Linked DNA regions of Mus musculus: region 2 is linked to region 1. A link is a contact called in public HiChIP or PLAC-seq data. All regions are on one chromosome and are shown on one strand. The core of a region is the stretch at or near the end of the contact, and the rest is flanking DNA. Distances in the headings are between cores, read along the strand shown.

Region 1 (5,491 bases), core at 2,174-4,673:
TCCTGATTCATAAATACAGTTATTTCTACTTTAGTACATACAAGATAACTCACTGTTATTAACACTCTTTTTTATTAAGGCAGTTGCATACGTTTTCAAAAGCAATGGTGAATTAAGTTGTCTTCCAAAACTGTGTACTTGTCTGGTCAGCTGTACGTGATCAGTTATCTACCTCAGAGGCTATTTTTCTTTTGTGCTGGGACAGGTTGCTGGCCCTCCCTGTTTCCACCGACCAAATCCTCCTAGCTCAGGAGCTAGGGCTAAGCAGTTACTTCTTTTGAGTATTTTTTAGTTCTTAAATTTTATTGCTTGTATTTGATGATAGATGTCAGCGACATTTCATAGTTTCAAAAATCCTTGCTGCTCTGAAAGTGTAGATTCTAGTGAAAATTACATAGTCATAAGAGAAATGTGGGGTTTTTTGTTTTTGTTCTTGTTCTTGGTTTTGGTTTTGTTTCTGTTTTTGTTTTTTTTAAGTTGTGGTATTATTGGTTTTATGCTCCCTAAAACTTGTGCTTTGTGAAGTCCAGACTGAAGGCAGCACACCCTCCGTGGATCGAGTATGTTGATCAGCCCAAGACTCTCACTACTTGATATTTTTTTCCATTAGTTAAGACAGAAAGTTGATAGCTCAGTCAGTAGGGGAGGGGAGATCTGCTGCTAGGTATGTCTGAACTAAGTGCCATACTCGTCTGGGTCAGATTTGGGAAACAACCTCTGTACATATAAAAGAAAAAAAATGTCAGTTAAACATCACATAGTAGACAGCCATTAAATTATAAAAAAAATTAATTTATGAAGAAAGACCTTTTGTACAGATTGAAAAAAAAGATTTTCATAGAGATATCTATATGATCAAGAGAGTTAATTTTTTATTTTTGTTCTACTAGTGCTACATACTTGCCAGTGGTGACTTATTTACCGGTTCAAGATGACTCTGTAGTTTTCTTTCCTAGGACTTGTTAAACGCCAAAAGACATTTTTGAACTGTACATTTGATCAGATTGTTAGCTTTTTCTGTTTTATTTCTTTTGAGAACCTTTGAATAAAAACATCTGAAACTTTCTTCTTCCTGTCGGTTTTTTGAAAGTAGATGGAAGTCACACATCAAAATGTCACCTCACCTCTGACCTCGCTCGTCAGCTCAGTAGGCTGGTTCAGAATTGAGTTGAAAATTAGGTCAGATTCCATATGGACAGAAAATTCCATTTTCTTGAAAAAAAATAAGAAACCTTTCCACTCCTGTGTTGCTACTTGTTTAAATCTGTGCTATGACCTTAGATATCTATTACATATCACCTGGCCCTAAGTCCAGCCCGAACTACCCCACTCATGGTCTGCTTTGGAGCTTCTGGTTCTTTTGTGGTATTGGCAACAGTCCTTGGCCTCAGACATCCTAGGTGGTGCTCTTGCATTAATTACCCATTGCTTGGAACAAAATAAAGACATTTTCCTATTTGCAGCCAGCACTAATATGTCAAAATAACCTTATATTAAACCACAGCCTTTTAAAAGTGGGTTCTTTGTTCACAATTGGAGGCACCCATGATGCACTTGGGGGATGGGGATGGGACCTCTCTTTTCCCTCCCTGACTTGCTTTATTGAAGGCATATAATACCAAAAATTGACACCTACCCAAAGTAGAGTAAATGTTTTAATGGAGTTCATATGGTACTGTCCATATAGTTGACTCGACCAGAGTGGAGGGTAGAATTCCCACTACATTTCTTATTTTCAGTTGTTCAGTTGCTCTGTGTATGTTTGATGGAAGGCTGCTCATAAACCACAGTGCACACTTGGGAGTCAGGGGACAACTTGTGTAAGTTAAGTTCTGTCTCTGCCGTGTGACCCTAGAGATCAAATTCAGTCAGCTCGCTGCACCGTCCCGCAGGCCCTCGTTTCTGAATGACTCCTGAGGTCCGTGGCGTGCTGTCTGAATTAGGTAAGAGACATGTAGATCCCTTTACTTGGAACAGCTGAGAAACCCTATACCCAGTTCTTGATGGCTTCTTGAGCAGAGGAAATATGTCCCCTTGATGCTGAGCAATGCTTCAGAGACAAAGGATGCCACATCCCAGGCGGAGCATGGCTTCAGACAAAAAGGGCATTTCGGAACTTAAGGAATAGATGCCACCACGCTTACTAACTACATACCTATGTGCCCTTCCCTATGAATAACAGCAGAAGCCAGAGGAATCACTAAGTTGCATGGCATCGTAAGCTTTGTTAACCTAATAAGGTCTCACGTTCCCTGTGTATCCAACTGACTACATTAGACAGTCATCCCTTGGTATCCACAGGGGGTATGGGTCCTAAGACTCCATAGATGCCAAGATCCACACATACTTAAGTCCCTTAAGTAATAAATTTGTGGGGGCTAGAGATGGTTCAGTGGTTAAGAGCACTGACTGTTCTTCCCAGAGATCCTGAGTTCAGTCCCCAGCAACCACATGGTGGCTCACAACATCTGTAATGGGATCTGAGGCCCTCTTGTGGTGTAATGGAAGAGAGCTACAGTGTACTCATAAATTAAATGAATGAATAAATAAATATTTGCATATAACTGCCTATATAGTTTGAGTCATTGCTAGATCTTGTGTGATGCCTAATGCAACAAAATGCTGTCTAATAACAGTTATATTGTAACGTTCATAATGACAGGAAGATAGTCCATGCATGTGCAATGCAGAGGTATTTTTCCCTTAAATATTTCATTGAGGACTCTCTAATTCTCATGCAGAATGATGGACATGGGCTAGCCATTTCCAGGAGTTTAGGAACACCTATGTACATGGAACTTGACGTAGTTACATGTTGACTTAGTATACAAAGACAAGGGGCAGCACTTCTGTGGATAAGCCAAAGTTTGCTGGGAGGTTAGCTTGTGTCAAAATTACCTTCTAGTCGGCAAAGTGGAAAGGTTGAACTGTGGGTTGGAAAAAGGAAAAGTATGGATACAACAGTTCTCTAGTGTGTGCTTGCTGCCTTTGGTGGCATTGCAGAGTGCTAGAGTCCCGGTACCCCAGCATCCTTGACTTGATGAGTGAAGGCCCTCTGTATGTCCAAGGGAGCACAAATACAATATCAGTGGGAGAAAGGTGAGGCTCCCTAGCCCCTTAGGGACTGTTTAAATTTGGACACACAACCAACAGTAAGTAGCTTCTCCCCGTCTGCACAGCCCAAAAGAGACAGACCCAGAAACATTGCTACAGAGATCATCAGCCTATCACACTCTCCCTCTTCCCCTTTCCACAAAAAGCCTAATGTATCCAGTAGTTGGGGGAGGGCAGAAGAATCAGAACTTGGGTTTGAAGAAAGCTAAGCGGTTTCTTAAATACCAAAGCAGTGAGATCAGCATCTTCAGCCATGGCTGGGGACAGGGTGGTGACCATGTGCTCTGTGGCTGGCTGCTGTGCACTGGTCAGGATCATCAGTATCTGGGGTCACTGGCACAGCCAGGAGGTGTGCGTGCATAGCCTTCTGGGGGATCAAGTGCTCAGCAGTGGAATTTGAATCTTACTCATGGGCTCCAGAGTGTCTCAGGCACTAGAGCTCCATCTCTGTAAGATAAGATCATGTTTGAGCTGGAGCCACTAGAGGGAGGATTTTATTATTCAACCTTCAGTGTGAGCCCAGAAAGAGACCAGAGGCAGTACGAACTTCAAGGCCAACTGCCAGAGAGTGTTGAATGTCTCAGAGCATGTCCTGCTCAAATTTGGGCTTCAACGGAAGACCCCAAATAGTCGTATTAATCATAGAGATGGGAGCAAGCACCCACATTGTGGGCTTTGTTGCTTAGACTGCAGAGTGACTTTGGTGGGATTTCTAAGGCCAGAGGTGGCCACGGAACAGCAAAAGCCAAAGAGCTGGCAAGCACATAGCTAGGCACAAAGTACCATTAGGTCTCCCTAGCTGCTCCGAATTAAAAGCAGGTGGCATTGGCTTAAACACACACAGTAGTGCTATTATTATTATTCTAAAATGTGAAGACTTGATCATTCACATGGGCACAGAACATAAAGAAGAATAGACATACCCCACCCTTTGGTGCCCCTAAAGCTGTTCTGCTGCTTGTTCCTCTAATGATGCTTCCCCACACTTCACAGAGTATCTCTAACAGCCTTCACATCTTCTTGCCAAGTGGAGACTCTTGCCATTTCACCTCCTAGTGTTGGTTCTGCCAACTGGAATAAGCCAGAATCCTGTTCCAGAAGAAGTCAGTCTGAAGTGAGCAACTGTCACTCAACAGCGCTGTACTTCTCTGGGTTGAACATCCCAGAGAAGCTCAGTTTTATCTCTTCCCCTTACTGCTGGCTGCACACTCCACCCCAGCAGCTCGCCGCCCCCATGTACCTCAACTGACAGCAGTCACTAGGTCACCAGGATCGCCCCCTGCCCTGCTCCATCCAAAGACTCACAACAGTTTCCTTCCTGACTAATTGGGAGCATGATAGATTCTTGAAATATGAAGCGAGAACTTTGGTGACCAGAAGAGTACTCATGCCAAGGTGTTGAGTACAGAATTGTAGGTACAATACAACCTTAAGTATGAAATATTTAAGTATGAAAGTTGAGACTGTATTTCAGAGTGCTTAGTGGATAAAGACCTTATGGAAAGGCCTGTGGAACATTTTTATTTATGTCTAAAACTATGCAAATTATTATGCAAATGCAGGAGAGATGGCCCATTCGTTAAGACTGGAGCAGCTCTTCCAGAGGATCCAACTTTGGCTCCCAATACCCAGGAAGCCCATGACCACCTGTAACTCCAGATTCAGTGCCCTCTACCAGTCTCTGTAGGCACCCAAATAGACATAAAAATATTTTTTTTTCCTTAAGATACTGTATAACACATTGGAAAGCAAGGTAACATGACATGATCTCGAATGAATTGTTCCTTGAGGGAGAAATGGTAAGTTTATCGTCTTGATGTGGCAATGTCAAGTAACAAAATCAAGAGCTATGTAAGAAGTTTGGGAGATCTGTGAAGGACCACAGCATTTCTCCTGAGAAGCTCTGACACACCAACCTATTCCTCATCTCTGATAAGAACTACTCCAGAGCGTTCACTGCTTTCTAGACCTTGTGACAGGTACAAACACCTACCTCAGCTCTGCCCTTGCCCAAGTGAGGCTTGGAGCAGAAGTCCCGAGAGTGGGCATTGCTATGCTGCTCCTGGTCTGAAGCCACTGATGTAACAAGAAGGCGTTATGTTGTCTCCTATTTGTGTATTTAATCGAGTAGCATATCAGATGCTTTCTATACAGCATTCTGAATTTTTTTTAACCAGCTATCATTTGTCCTCAATTACAGATTATGAATCAGCCGATATCTGTAATGGTTCTTGAATATCTGTTCATTGAATAGGTGGTTTCTTCTTGGGTACGGCAAAGGACTGTTCTCTGCAAGTGATTTTGAGATGCTATAGACTCTTAACCGGTGTGCTGAATTATGTTCCAGTCAAAGGCTCTTAGCCCATGTACTTCATCC
Region 2 (5,491 bases), core at 1,327-3,826, 560 kb before region 1:
ATATATATATATATATATATATATATATATATATATATATATATATATAAAGATATATACCTTACATCAATGCACCAGTGCATTCTCTCAGTCTTGTTCACCTGAAAATACAGCTTTAGCTCGTATTTATTGTTGAGAGCTGTTTGCAGTGGGCACAGCATACACGGATGAGTAATATTTTTCTATCAGTGCCTGAAGATACTGGGTTGTTGTTGTTGTTGTTGTTTCCTGACTTTCGAGGTTCCTGACGAACAGTCTGATGTAATTCTTTGTTCCTTGCTAATCTCCCATCTCAATTTTGTTGCCTGAGCACTTTCCTCTGTCTTTGGTCTGTAGTACATTGACTGTTGGTGTGTGTGTATGTCCTCCTGTCTGTCCTACTGCAGAGTCCCTAGGCCTCTCAGACATGATTTTCTTTTCTGCTGATTCTATACACTGAGCAGACATTATTTCTGCAAGTATTTCTTCTGCTTAATTATCTCTCCTTATTTTCAAAATTCTATTTTAATATTTGTTGGACTTTCAGTCTGGTTCATCAGCATCCGGATATGGTTTTTCTTTAATCATTCCTTTTCTCTTTTTTCTTCTTCATTCTTTCCTTTTTTAAAATGAATTATCTCATGGTTTCTAGAAGTCCACAGATTTGTTTCTTTGTTCTGTCTTCTGATGAGTCAGAGAGCCTTCCACGTATTATTACACTTGCTATGTAGCTCATGGTTTCAACGTTTGGGCCACTTCTGGATCTGAGCTCTATTGATTGTTTTCTTTTTCTCTTACCTCTAAAATTGTTCGTATGTATGTTCATTTTAAAATTTAAGTAGAAGACATTATGTATTTAGCAGGAGAGAATGATTTAAAACCAATCTGAGTCCACAAATTTGTAAGCCTTTTCTGTCAGGCCCTTAGGAGCTAAGCTGGAGTTGGATTTTGTTGTTTTGTGACTCTTGATACCCCACAGGCTCCCACGTCTCCAGTTTGCTCTTCCTTGGCCTTTGTGTGGCACCAGCATGAGGAGGGTTTTTCCTCTGTACTCATCCTTGTTTCAGGCTGCTGTGTTTTCTTACCTCTGAGAACCCCTTCCACTCAATAGATTTTGTTGCTTGCTCCTCTGTGTTGGTACCATACTGGAGATGGAGGGCTTCCTTTTCCTTCTCTGCATTTCAAGCTTACCTCTCTACTTTGTTCTGGAGAGGCAGTAGCTTTTCATCATCCTGGTCCCATGTCCCTGTAGCTGAGAAGCACTGCTGTGGATATGTGATCAGCCTCGGATAGACGAGCATTTTCAGGCTTTGCTTGCTAGCTTAGGCTTAGGCGCTGATGGTGGTCCTTTGTTCCTCCCCTAGGAGCAGGGGGCTGTTTTTCTCTACATCTTCTTCAAAGCTGTGGATCTGTGCCAGTCTTCTACCCTCTCAAGACAGGATTGGTTTCTTCCTCCATGGAAACAGTGGCATCTTGCCTAAGGCCTGAGCAGAAGAGGTTTTGCTATTTCCCCAGGCGACTTTAAGGCATTTCCTTCACAGGGCAAAAGAATCCCAAGAAGGAAAGAAACAGGGGTATTTAGTTACCAACTCCTGTCACTTGTTCATGCCTATTCCTGAGAATGTTAACTTCCTGGCACTTGTGGTCCACTGTAGATGTGGTCCAAGCATCTTCATTTAAGCTGGAAAACAGCTTCTGGGAGGTAATTTCAAATGTTTTCAGTTGGAGCTATCAATGTGGACATCAACAATCAGTTAAAGTGTAGACATTGACTACTTTATATGATCTCCCAGGTGGCAGAAAAACACACTCTGTTTGCTTCTCCATGCTCCCACCCAAGAGTATGTTAATAGCATGAAATTATGCTTTGCCCAAATGGTCCAAGTGAACTTAAAGAAGGTAAAGTGAAAAATTACAGGCAGAAGGCATGCTTAAAGCTGAAACATCAAACGCCAGTGACTTATGGACAAGCAGCATGGAGAAGTTGAGCTCTCCCTGAAACCAAAGCCAAGACAAAACACAAGATTAAGAAACAGTTTAAATTTTCCCAGAGAAGGGCTGGAGTCACTGATGATAACCATAAAAGCTCTTGTCGGGAAGGTATTGCTGGCTCACAGTACAGTTGTGAAGCCACATCTACATCAAATGGCGATTGCTGCTTAGCATGCCAGCTTCAGAAACTGTAAGTGAGCTAGGGATGAGAGGGGCAGGAGAAAATGTAGCTGCTGTGAAGGAGGATTTAACTCATAGAGTACAACAGCATGGATTCTTTTATGGCAGGGAAGTCCACCTGCCCTACACCCTGGGCTGCTAGAAGTACCATGAGTGAGGTTCAGGAAGACACGAGGATACTTTGGAGATAGTCTCTAGAGAGACGTGTTGGCTGTGAACCAGGACAGAAGCCTGGAGGAGGCCCTTTGTTATTCTATATCCACTTATTCAGGCCTGTCTCAAGAAGATAGGCTTCCCCTTTAAGGAACAACTATTAGTCAGTGAGCAACAAAAGCATTCCCTCCCCACCTTAACTCACACCTCAGGACCTAGGTGTTGCAATCCTGAGTCATAGGGGTTTGTGCCTGGGCACATGATTCAGTCAGAATCACCAAGATGCTCTGTTGAAAAAGAAGCCTATTCTCTTTTCTGATGAAGCTGAACTGAGAGGATATGAGTCAGAAGTACGCAGGGTCGTGATCAAAGTTTCAGGATGAAGCAAATGCAATGGAAGGTGGGGCAGCAGATGAGGGAGAGCTGATGACACCACCTCCCCCCCCCTTTTTATCTGGAGCCAGAATCACACCCACCAGAATTTCGGTCATATGAACCAGGGAAAATTGACTTTTTCTTATGTTGATCACATTCCTATTGTGGGTGCAGACGTATATGTGAGTGCATGCCACACATATACACACATGTATGTATAGGTCTGAGAACAACTTGCGAAGCTGGGTCATGAAGGTCCTGGGGCTCAGACTCAGGGTGATGAGGCTTGCTGGCAAGCACCTTAACCTATCAAATCAGCTTATCAGTTTACTTATTTTTCAGTTGAAATTTCTATCAGTTTCAACTAAGAGATCTCATCTTGACTAATATATTTATTCATAGTGCACAGTGTAGAGTCACAGAGTAATAAAAGACAGGTGTCCACCTGTTATTTCCTATATTGTCACTAAGTTGTTGAGAAGTCGAATTAGGGTGATTTTGTCTGTCTATCTATCTATCTATCTATCTATCTATCCATCTATCTATCCATCTATCTCTCTATCTACATGCTTTAAACAAAGTTTGTTTTTGAAATCACTACATATTTATGAGATGTTGTAAAGACATCATGAGGGGTTCTCACTGTGTGCTTTGCCAGTTTCCCCTCTTGTCAGCATCTCAGGTGACTATGACACGCTTGTCAGAGTGTGGCGCTCTTCAACTGACAAGACAACAGCTTTATCTTGGATTCCACAGCTCTCCCACCAAGGCCCCCCTTGTCTGGTCCAGGATCCCACCTTGCATTCAGTTGCCATATCTCCTTACTCTCCTCTGGCCTGTGCCAGTTTCTCCACTTGCCCTGTTTTACACAACCTTGGCAGCTTTGCAAGTATGGCTGTGATGGTAACTCTGGAGGCAGTCCTTGAGTTTGAGTCTGATGGATTTGTCATGAGTGAGGTGAGAACATTGAGTTCTGGAGAGGAACATCACAGAGCTGGATAGGGCGAGGCCGGACCAGCGTTGAGCAGGTGATTAGGACACTAACGCAGTGTGTGTTGAATGAAGGAGGCTCTCACTGTGCACATGGTCTTTCTATGGCTTAGTGCTGCTCTGAATCAGTGCACACAACATCAAGCAGGGGCACAAAGGTACATAGTGATCTTTATGAACTGTGAACATTTAAATGAGGTTTTACTTTGTGAAATTTCAAGCACAGAAGTATGAATTCATTATGGTAAATTAAAATCCCAGCCTTCCTGGAGGGGCCCTAGTGTGATTTGTTTCTACACAAGAACATCTTTATTCTGCCAGGGCTTCATCATTGCTATATAATTCCTTTAATTAGATTTATGCTTGTGTCTCCAAATGATACTCTTATAAAATGTTGTAATAGTAATGACAAAAGTTTTACACACACACACACATACACACACATACATATATAAACAAACACATGTATGCATGCACACATGTATACACACAAACACACAAGCACACACACATACATACCACCATCACATCACCAAAAAGTTATCAAGTTTCAGCAATACATAGCTAACTTGTCTTCATATGCTAACAAGAAACTATAACTAGATCATCTGCTCCCTTTTCTCTACTAATTCATCAATAATTGTGATAGTTATTGAATACTCAGTGTGCAGAGCTCTGGGGAAAGTCTATAGAAAAGATGCCAAATGATGCAACTCTTGCCCACAGGCCCCATATTCAAGCACATATATTTATAATTCATGTGCCCAAATCAGCTCATGTATGGCAAGTGCTGTAAGACATTATGTAACAAGGCTGGATGTTGTTAACTTGCTAGCCAGTCCTTGGTTATGAAGTATGGTGAATTGTCCTTACCTGTAGTTGGGAGGGATTAACATTGTTTAAATGGAAGGATTAGAAATTTAAAAATTAGAATTGGAAATTGTTTGTTTGTTTGTTTGTTTGTTTGTTTGAAACAGAGTGTCTCCACATGGTCCTGCTTGTATTTGAACAAGATTTTTCTGACTCAGACTCCCAAATACTGCGATTATAAGCCTGTGCTACCACACCAAGCATAAATGTTTATTTTTCCTTTCACATGTAAATTGAATGGAGACAGATAAACATTTTTAAATGGTATCCCATTTGTTATGGTCATATTTGTTTGATCTGGTCAGCTGTTTGAAATATTTATTCCCAGCATTTATATGTGGAGGAATTCTTCTGAACAGATGCACCCTTGACTGCTCATTGAATCAAAAGATTTGCTATTGTTGAGTAGTAGTGCTGCTCTGTAAACACAGAGAATGTAGCCCCTAACTTGGCTCAAGTCACTTATTTCCCTATCTGTGAACAGATAGGGTAGTCCACATTGAAGGTGGACTGTGCAAAAAGGTAGATGGAATGGAGGCTTTATACTGGGACATTTACTGAAGGAACAATTTAATCCCAAACCATTCTGTCTTACAGACATGGGGCAGTGACAGGGGAACATGGTAAAGAGATTTCTAGAAGGCAGTTGTGTAGGATGGCAAGATATGGGAGGAATAGGACCCCATGTGCCCTGACAATAAGCCACTTTGGTGAGAGTCTCTAGTAGTTGGGCAGGTCACAAGGCAGCTGACACCAGAGTTTTTAACTTCTCCCAGCCCTAGTAGCCTCTTCCAAGCACATGGAGGCTAACATCTGAAATCTGTGCCTGTTTGTTTCCATTTCCAGGATGTTACATGACCAAGAGAGAGAAGGTGTCTCAAAATCCAGTCATGAAAAAAAGGGGGGGGGCATGAATTTGAAGAAGGAGAAGTAAGAAGGGGTATATGGAGGG

Evidence for each region. HiChIP or PLAC-seq counts read pairs in DNA pulled down with a chosen protein or histone mark.
Region 2: an H3K27ac HiChIP or PLAC-seq map of the NIH/3T3 cell line shows a contact between it and region 1, with 7 times the contacts expected there. The contact joins two enhancer-like sites. A contact is called at or near these places in 1 of 484 Hi-C or Micro-C datasets (bone marrow-derived macrophages), 3 of 115 datasets of contacts at active chromatin or transcription factors (the NIH/3T3 cell line, embryonic stem cells and fibro-adipogenic progenitors) and 1 of 9 other capture datasets (embryonic stem cells).

Annotation. Positions count from the first base shown.
Region 1 is chr2:60,745,768-60,751,258 of GRCm38.p6, reverse strand. It overlaps a transcript of Rbms1 not described here. Among named protein-coding and RNA genes, the nearest start is that of Gm33436, 56 kb to the right of the region's middle. Within about 2 kb of position 3,423, at least 77 of the 459 cell types and tissues checked have an H3K27ac peak or open chromatin away from gene starts, as enhancers often do. A contact at or near this core is called in the NIH/3T3 cell line, where this site is marked.
Region 2 is chr2:61,306,491-61,311,981 of GRCm38.p6, reverse strand. No RefSeq gene overlaps it. Among named protein-coding and RNA genes, the nearest start is that of Gm26422, 29 kb to the right of the region's middle. Within about 2 kb of position 2,576, at least 44 of the 459 cell types and tissues checked have an H3K27ac peak or open chromatin away from gene starts, as enhancers often do. A contact at or near this core is called in the NIH/3T3 cell line, where this site is marked.